Regions from separate parts of the Hordeum vulgare genome. Here region 2 is linked to region 1. The links are chromatin contacts, called in public Hi-C maps. All regions are on one chromosome and are shown on one strand. Each heading gives the region's core, a stretch centred on a gene start, on an enhancer-like site or on the middle of the called end of the contact. The rest is flanking DNA. Distances are from core to core; before and after follow the strand shown.

Region 1 (3,990 bases), core at 516-3,015:
AGGTGGTGTTGGCAGGGTCGCTTTGTCCGAAAGCGGCTGGTGGGATAGGCGCTGCTGGGGGGACGTCTGACGGAGTGACGTGGGGCAGTCGGGTAAGGGCCCAGCACGCCTTGGTACCCGCGAAAGAGGGTATGACGACGACCATGACCCTGGCGGCCACCATGGGCGGCTCCGGCGGCGCTGCCGAAACCGGAACGCGGTGGAAACTCGTGGCACCGAGGCCACTTTGGCGGGAGGGGGGGGGGGGGGGGAGGCGTTTGGCGTTGCCTCCGTAAGCATTCCCATCCCCATCACCAGAGGGTATGACGACGACCATGACCCTGCCGGCCACCATGGGCGGCTCCGGCGGCGCTGCCGAAACCGGAACGCGGTGGAAACTCGTGGCACCGAGGCCACTTTGGCGGGAGGGGGGGGGGGGGGGGGAAGGCGTTGCCGTTGCCTCCGTAAGCATTCCCATCCCCATCACCAGAGGGTATGACGACGACCATGACCCTGGCGGCCACCATGGGCGGCTCCGGCGGCGCTGCCGAAACCGGAACGCGGTGGAAACTCGTGGCACCGAGGCCACTTTGGCGGGAGCGGGGGGGGGGGGGGGGGGGGGGAAGGCGTTGGCGTCGCCTCCGTAAGCATTCCCATCCCCATCACCAGAGCCTGGCCTGGCCGGCGGAAGCGACAATGGTGGGAAGCGGTAGTCTTCCTCCTGGGCGACGTGGATGGGACTAGAAACCGTGCCAAGGAGAGGGCGAAGCGGGTGGACACATCCAGCGACACCCCGTCGTCGACGTGGAGCAGTAGCTCGGAAGAGTGTGGGATAATATTGGGGTTAGTCGTCCATGCCGTGAGGAGAAAGACGGACAAGTCCCTTCCTCTAGCCGTCTCCAGCGCCACCGCCTCGATCCTGCAGAAGGGAGCGAGAAGGGTCTCGGCAGAAGAACGGTGCCACGCATGGTTAGGCATCCCAGCGATCTTGATGAAGACTCTTATGCGCGCTATGACGAGTTCTGCACCGGCGAGGTTTCTCGAGGGCTGAAGCGGAGCCTGAACCTGGGCGTGTGCAGGTTCTCCGCGGCCACACGGGAGTGAATCGACTCGTAGTGTAAACGAACCAGGAAGTCCTTAGGGCAGAGATGCACGGAGAAGTCACGTGCATCCAGGCTGTGGCGCGACGCAATGGCCTCTGCCACATCGGCTTCAGTGACGCGGGTGCGGTTGCCCAGAACGGTGACCTCGAGCGCACGCCGCAGGGCAAGCTCGACGTCACACATCTCCCCCATGTACGGGAGGTAGCAAACTGCTTCAGCCAGGCAGGGCGCTAGGTGGCCTGAGAGCGGCTCGGGGCCAAGGGAGGCAGAGGGCGGTGCGCCGAAGAAGGCAGGGCCGGTTGGGAGGCCAGCAGGCGGCACGCGGGCAACCGTAGGCGCGCTGGGGCCGGAGGGCTCGGCGACAACGCCGGAGCCGGAAGCCGACCCAAGAGAGGCGGGGTGGCATGGCCGCGCTACACTACAGGTCGAGGACTCCGGCGAACACGGGTGCAGGCACTTAGCCAGAGGAGCAACAGCAGCCGGGCGGGGGCGGGGCTGGGTGCAGGCCCGGGTGATGTGGCCATAGTAGCCGTACCGGCGACAACGCCAGTCACGGCGACACTCCGAACGCGGGTGCCCCGGGTACAGGCACTTGAAACAAACACTATCGCTGGGACTAGCACGAGGGCGAGGCGGGGGTGGTGTGGAGGTGCTGCTTGGTGTGCCGAGTGGCTCTCTAACGGCGCGGGTGGGGAGACCGGCGTTGTCGCTCAAAGCGGCCCCGGGGGACCTCTGAGGGGGCCTCGTTGCGGTCCAGCGCAAGGTCCTTCGTTGGAGGCACACGATGGATCTCGAAGCGGGGAATCCTCCTGGTAGCGACAACCATCGTCAGTGCAGGGGAGTCCCTAGACTCGTGGCACAGGGCTTCGTGGTAGGATCTGGGTGGACTATCCGACGGCGGCGGGCTCTCGTCGAGCTAGCGTAGCTCGCGGGGACGGCCCCCACTAGAAGCGGACGGGGAGGCCATGGCGCGGGGGAGCCGGGCCGGAGTGGTGGATGCCGGGGCCGGAGTGGCCGCCAGCAGTGGCTGGCGCGGTGTAGGGTGAAGAGCGAAGGCGTGTTGCGGGGTGCGGCCAAGGGTGAGTAGACTATCTTTTGAAGCACAAGAGCAAGGAGTTCATCGTTCTACCATATTCATTAACTTTTCGAGGGTGGTGCCTTCTTGATTGGTTAGGTGTCGCTTCGGAGCCTCCTACTTCATGTTGTGGAGTTGAACCAAGAAGTATGTAAGGGCAAGGAGATCGCCTACTTCATGATGATCTGTCATGAGTGAGGCTAGTCCTGTGTGGACGGAAGTCGTGATGGAATAGACAAGGCCGCTTCTTCGTGGACCCCTTATGGGCGGAGCCCTCCGTGGACTCTCGCATCTGTTACCCTTCGTGGGTTGAAGTCTCCACTAACATTGACATACGATAGCACCACCTATCGGAACCATGCCAAAAATCACCGTGTCAATCTTTGTGTTTGATCTTCCTACCTTACCCTCTACATTACATTTGCATGTCTTTACTTTCCGTTGCTATACTCTTAGATGTGCATGTGTAGGGTGAACTTGACTAGTCATAGTTGTCAGAACTAGCCCACAACTAAAATTGGGAAAAAGCTAAGTTTTTATCTTGTCAAGTAATCTAATCACCCCTTCCCTCTCTAGACATACTTTCTATCCCACAAGTGGTATCATAGCTTCGGTATCCATTGCATTGGTTTCATAACCTAGGAGAGTATGGTGTCTAGTGAGGGAAATTACCACCGTAGAGGTCCATGTTTCGATAGTACTAACTTTGCTAGTTGGAAGCATAAGATGAAAATGCATACTCTTGGTCATAATCTTGCCGTTTGTGTTGTTTTTTGTGTTGATGTGCAAGGTGATTTCTTTGGAGAAGGAAGAGAACCAGATCGTGATGCGATAGTGGATGAGCTGAAAATGTAGCAGTTTAAAGGATGTGGGTGTCACCTAGAGGACGGGTGAATAGGCGCTTTAAAATAATTACGGTTTAGGCTTGAACAAATGCAGAATAAAACTAACGTTTAATTTATCAAGAACAAAACCTGAAACAACAAGGCTCACCTATGTGCACCAACAACTTATGTTAAGCAAGATAAACAACTAAGTGATAGCAAGATATATAACAAGAAACAATATGGCTATCAAAAAGTAAAGTGCATAAGTAAAGGGCTCGGGTAAGAGATAACCGAGACGCGTAGAGACGATGATGTATCCCGAAGTTCACACCCTTGTGGATGCTAATCTATATTTGGAGCGGTATGGAGGCACAATGCTCCCAAGATGCTACTAAGGCCATCGTAAGCTCCTCACGCCCTCGCACAATGCAAAATGCCGTGATTCCACTAAGGGACCCTTGAGGGTGGTCACTGAACCCGTACAAACAAGGTTGGGGCAATATGCACAACTTAATTGGAGGCTCGTAATGACACCATAAGCTTCACCACAATGGCATATGTCTTCTAGGTGACCTCAAATGCTCGGGGCAATCTCCACAACTTAATTGGAGACTCGGACGCTTTCCCGGAGCTTTACACCACAATGACTGAGCTGTGAGGCACCACTTAGCTTCTTGGACGCCAAAGCATCCATGAAGAACAATTTCTAGGGGTACCAAGTACCCAAGGGTATTAAGCTTCCCAAGCTTCACTTCCACGTATCACCATGTAGAACTCAAACAAATGCAACTAATGCAATGGAAAGAACACACAAAGTGGTCAAGTCCCTCACACTCAAATCCCTCCACAACAACAAAAGCTATGGAGGAATATGAGAGGAAGAACAAGGAGCTCACAAAGAACTCCATGATCAAGATTCAACGGGTTCCCCTCACATAGAGGATAAATTGTTTGGTGGTTATGTGGATCTAGATCTCCTCTCTATTTTCCCTCAAGAACTAGCAAG
Region 2 (3,990 bases), core at 682-3,181, 72 kb after region 1:
CCCGATCAGACCCCGCATCCCGTCCCGGCCCGCAAATATTTTTGCGGGGCACGGCAAAATCTCGGCCCCAACCCGCGTATTTGCGGGTTTCCCCCTCGCCGCTGCGGTGCCCTGCCTATAAGCAAAAGCGGTTGGTGGGAGGGACATTTCAGCCCGCGTGGGGTCTGAAAAAGCATATTCCACGAATATGCTTTTTTACGGGTCTGTTATGCGGGGTGTGCATCCGCGATCGTGCGCGCCGGCCCGCAAAAGCATTTTTTCACGAACTGCAAACACGTTTTGCGAGCCGGACGGATGCGGGGTCTGCTAGAGTTGCTCTAACATGGATCCCAACAGTAGTAGTCATGGTACAACCAGCAGAAGTACAACATAAGCGGCACTACCGTGGGTACCAACGGTACTACCGCTTGGCCACTGCCAGCATGACCAAAGCACAACAGAAGAACTGGTCCAAAGTTGGGGAAGGGTATGTGGGTGCATTTTGGTTGTGTACGTGTTGGTTCCACCCATACATTCCATCGTCGACCCCTTCTTAGTAATACAGAGTTTCCTATGACTCAAATCATATGAAAAGAAACGTCGGAAAACCGTCTTTGCTCTTTTTGTATCTGAGTGGAATAAAACCGTCTTGTGCCATATATAAGAATATCTGAAATGCTTAGTGCACACTGTAAGTCCACAAAACTCATTGTCATCAACATGAAAACCACTTAGTGAGAGACATGCCCTAACACTTTGTTTTCAAAATTACCAACCTTGTGTGTTCTTGGGTGACTCACAAGTGGGGTTTTGAGCCTATGTTTTTCTGTGACTCGTGGGTAGTGTAGTAAAGCTCGTGTTTCTAAGTGACTCATGGGTAAACCTAGGTCTTCATTCCACTTGTATGTAGATAGTTGACTCCATGTTTTTATGTGGCTTATTGAGAGAATCCCTTTTGTGTGATCCACACATGATCATGTGTCTCTATGTGATTCCTTCTTTGTGACCTATAGAAACCCTATGTTTTCTTTGCGACTATAGAGATAACCACGACATATAAGATAATTCCTAGAGGACCCTATGTTGTCCTTGTGATTCTTAGAGGAAACCTTATGTTTTGTGTGATTCTCGATGTTGTCTTGGTGATAGTTAGCAAGACTAAGCGTCCATGAAAAACCTTGTGTAAAAAACTAAGTGTCAGGGAGATTCCTATTCCTATTGTAGCATGAGAGATTAATTGTCCAATAGAACTCTGCTTTATGTGAGGCTTAAACGTTTCTGTGACTAGAAAAACTTATATTGTATGATGGTTGACGACGAAGTATTTCAAGAGTATATATGATCAATATAAATTTTGTTTTACAAAAATAAATCTTTAACTATTACTTTGGCATAGCATTGCATGTGATATTTTGTTATCATTTCTATGCAACTTGCGAGTATATTGAATGTACTCAATTGTATTAATCATTTTTACTGTATGCTATTAGAGATTCGGATCCTATTAGATCAAGATTGTTATATGATACAATTATACGGAGTCATGATGCCGACAAGGCACGAAGGACAATACGAGGCCCTTGGAGGGTACCTCATTCAAAGCAAGGGGTTGTAGAGGAAGTGGATGGCGCCAACGAAATTCGATTTCTCGAAAGAGGATGAGAAGAGACTCGCCATCCCTGATCCGATCAAAATATACGATGGATGTGACCCCTCGTACCAGTCTGATAATGCGGATGGGGTCGAGCTAGCGAGTGGGCCTGTATAAATCATGTATACTGTGTCCATCAAAGAAAAAAAAAACATATGTGCGTTATGTAAATAAACATGCACATGGATGATGGCAAGAATAGCAGGGGGCGGTGGGTTTTCCAATTGGCTGGTGGTGGTGGAAAGGGGCTCCGTCAGAGGAGAGAGGATATATTGCGTAATAAAAAGGAAACGGCCGGACAAATCAAACAAAAACCAACAAGCAAGAAGAGAGAGAGAGAGAGAGGAGGGGGGCAACGCAGCAACCAACGGGGGAAGGGGAAGGGCGAGGAAGACCGCGTCGTGTTCCTCGTCCCGTCTCCTCTCCTCTCCACCCCCTTCGCGTTGCTTCTGACTTCCGATTAGATCAAGAAAACGAGGAAGGAAAGGTACCCGCCTCTGTGCTCCTTCCTTCTTTTGCTCCTGTGTTCGTACCGGTCCGGTGGATTCTTTTGTTTCCTATTTACTATCTCATGCACCACGGCCCTTTGATTCAAGATTTGTTTTTTTTTTTCCTTTCTCGAATGTGACAATTTTTGTTTGCGCGATCAACCCATGATGTGGCCGGCCAATACAAACAATGAGATATAACCGTCGCGGTTCGTGAAATGGTGCAAACAGATACTAATCCCCAAGAACGGGTCCCCGGTTTATGGGTTTCATCATTCATCTTTGTTATTATAATTATAATTATTATTCATCCCATCGCAAATGCCGCCAGTGTTCATATTTACACCATTGATTGATGGTGATTTCTCTATTCTTTCTTTTTTTTTTCCCTCGGATAAGAGTAAAGAAAGAAAGAAACTCCGTCCTGAAAGCAATAATATATTTTGCTTGGCTGGAAGGATCTAATGCCCGATTCACGCAATCTATTTTGCACATCCATTTTTGTTGAATTTTAGGAAGCGATGGGGTGCTTTTCATGCTGCGGTGCCAGTGATGTTGGCAAGAAGAAGAAGCGCGATGATCCTTATGTTCCGGTCCCTGCCCCAGGTTGTTACTTCTCTCTTTGCTTCATCACATATTTCTTATGATCGCAAAGATTGCTTTGCACTGATTCTCACTTTGAATCCAATCTGGTTCTTCGATTGTAGATTTGATAGTTAAGCGTCGAGTTAATTCAGCAATGGAGAGGAATACTGTCTTATTCATCATCCTATGGCCAGATGCATGATGTAACTCTAAATGTGCAAACAATTCTTTCGCACAGTAAATACAATTAGCAGCTTCCAGTTAGTTTATTTTGTTGTCTCCAGAAAATAATAATTCCACTTTTGACCATGTTAATTGTGAAAATATTGACATTATGTATCACATTTATCAACACAAATCCACTAACTGACATGTTGAAGCAGATTCAGGATAGGCTTTAGCTGTAAAATGTGTTGAATTTTGGACTTGGTACCTGTAAATTTACCTTCAATCGGTATGAATGCACAGCGGGTTCTAAGCCGGGCGGTCGGAGATGATTTTTGGATGGGACAGCGTGCCGGAGTCCTACGTGGCAGACGTCCAGACTCCCCCAGAGCTCCCCGATGTCTGTGAGATTTTGGACATCCGGACAGGTCTGGTCCCATTTGGTCATCCGCACTGGATGGCTAAAAGTGTCCGAACAGCCTGATTCGGACATTTGCGGTCGTTTTGGTGATCCGCGTTTGAGATACCCTTAGCCGATACCATGTGGAACATTTGAACGGTTGTGGCATCGGCTGAGTGGTTTCCTTGTCTTAGTGCTATAGGGTCTTGCCACGTTCCCTTAAGAAAGACGTGTGCTTCTCTGTACATAGTGTTCATCTCTCTTCCTCTATACGGGGGCACAATATTTTCTTCAAGGCCTTAGCATAACAAATACTGCATCTGTACGCTGACGAAATTCTTCAACAGAAATTCCAAATACTAATGGAGAACTCAAGTTCCTATTTCACCAACTAGATACTAATGGAGAACTCCAAATCCCAAATTCAAGCCAAAAAATTATATACTCCCTTCATCCCAAAACAACTGTCTCAACTTTAGTACAACATTTGTACTAAAGTTGAAATGCTTATTTTGGAACGGAGGGAGTATAATTTATGGCTTTAGTTTCTCCTAAACGGGTTTTCATATAAGGCTGATACATCATATGGGAAAATCTTCTTACTCCCAGTATATCTGTTGAGAAATCTTACAAAGATCAAGCATATAGATGGCCGCTGTTCAGTAAAGCTGTTGCCCCTTGCTTCCAGTGGCTTGCTAAAGTTGTTGCCTTGTGAGTTTTAG

The links. Hi-C and Micro-C count contacts between places; a contact is called where the count stands out from the background.
Region 2: a contact with region 1 is called in a Hi-C map of seedling, with 3 times the contacts expected there. The contact joins the promoter of LOC123443581 here to the enhancer-like site in region 1. A contact is called at or near these places in 2 of 6 Hi-C or Micro-C datasets (leaf and seedling).

The regions. Positions count from the first base shown.
Region 1 is chr3H:231,832,051-231,836,040 of MorexV3_pseudomolecules_assembly, forward strand. No RefSeq gene overlaps it. Among protein-coding and RNA genes, the nearest start is that of LOC123443661, 33 kb to the right of the region's middle. Within about 2 kb of position 1,766, at least 3 of the 3 cell types and tissues checked have open chromatin away from gene starts, as enhancers often do. A contact at or near this core is called in leaf and seedling, where this site is marked.
Region 2 is chr3H:231,903,793-231,907,782 of MorexV3_pseudomolecules_assembly, forward strand. It overlaps LOC123443581 (pto-interacting protein 1-like), which reads left to right and starts at 1,932. Exons shown (of 8, transcript XM_045120007.1): 1 at 1,932-2,117; 2 at 2,634-2,724. The coding sequence starts at 2,640.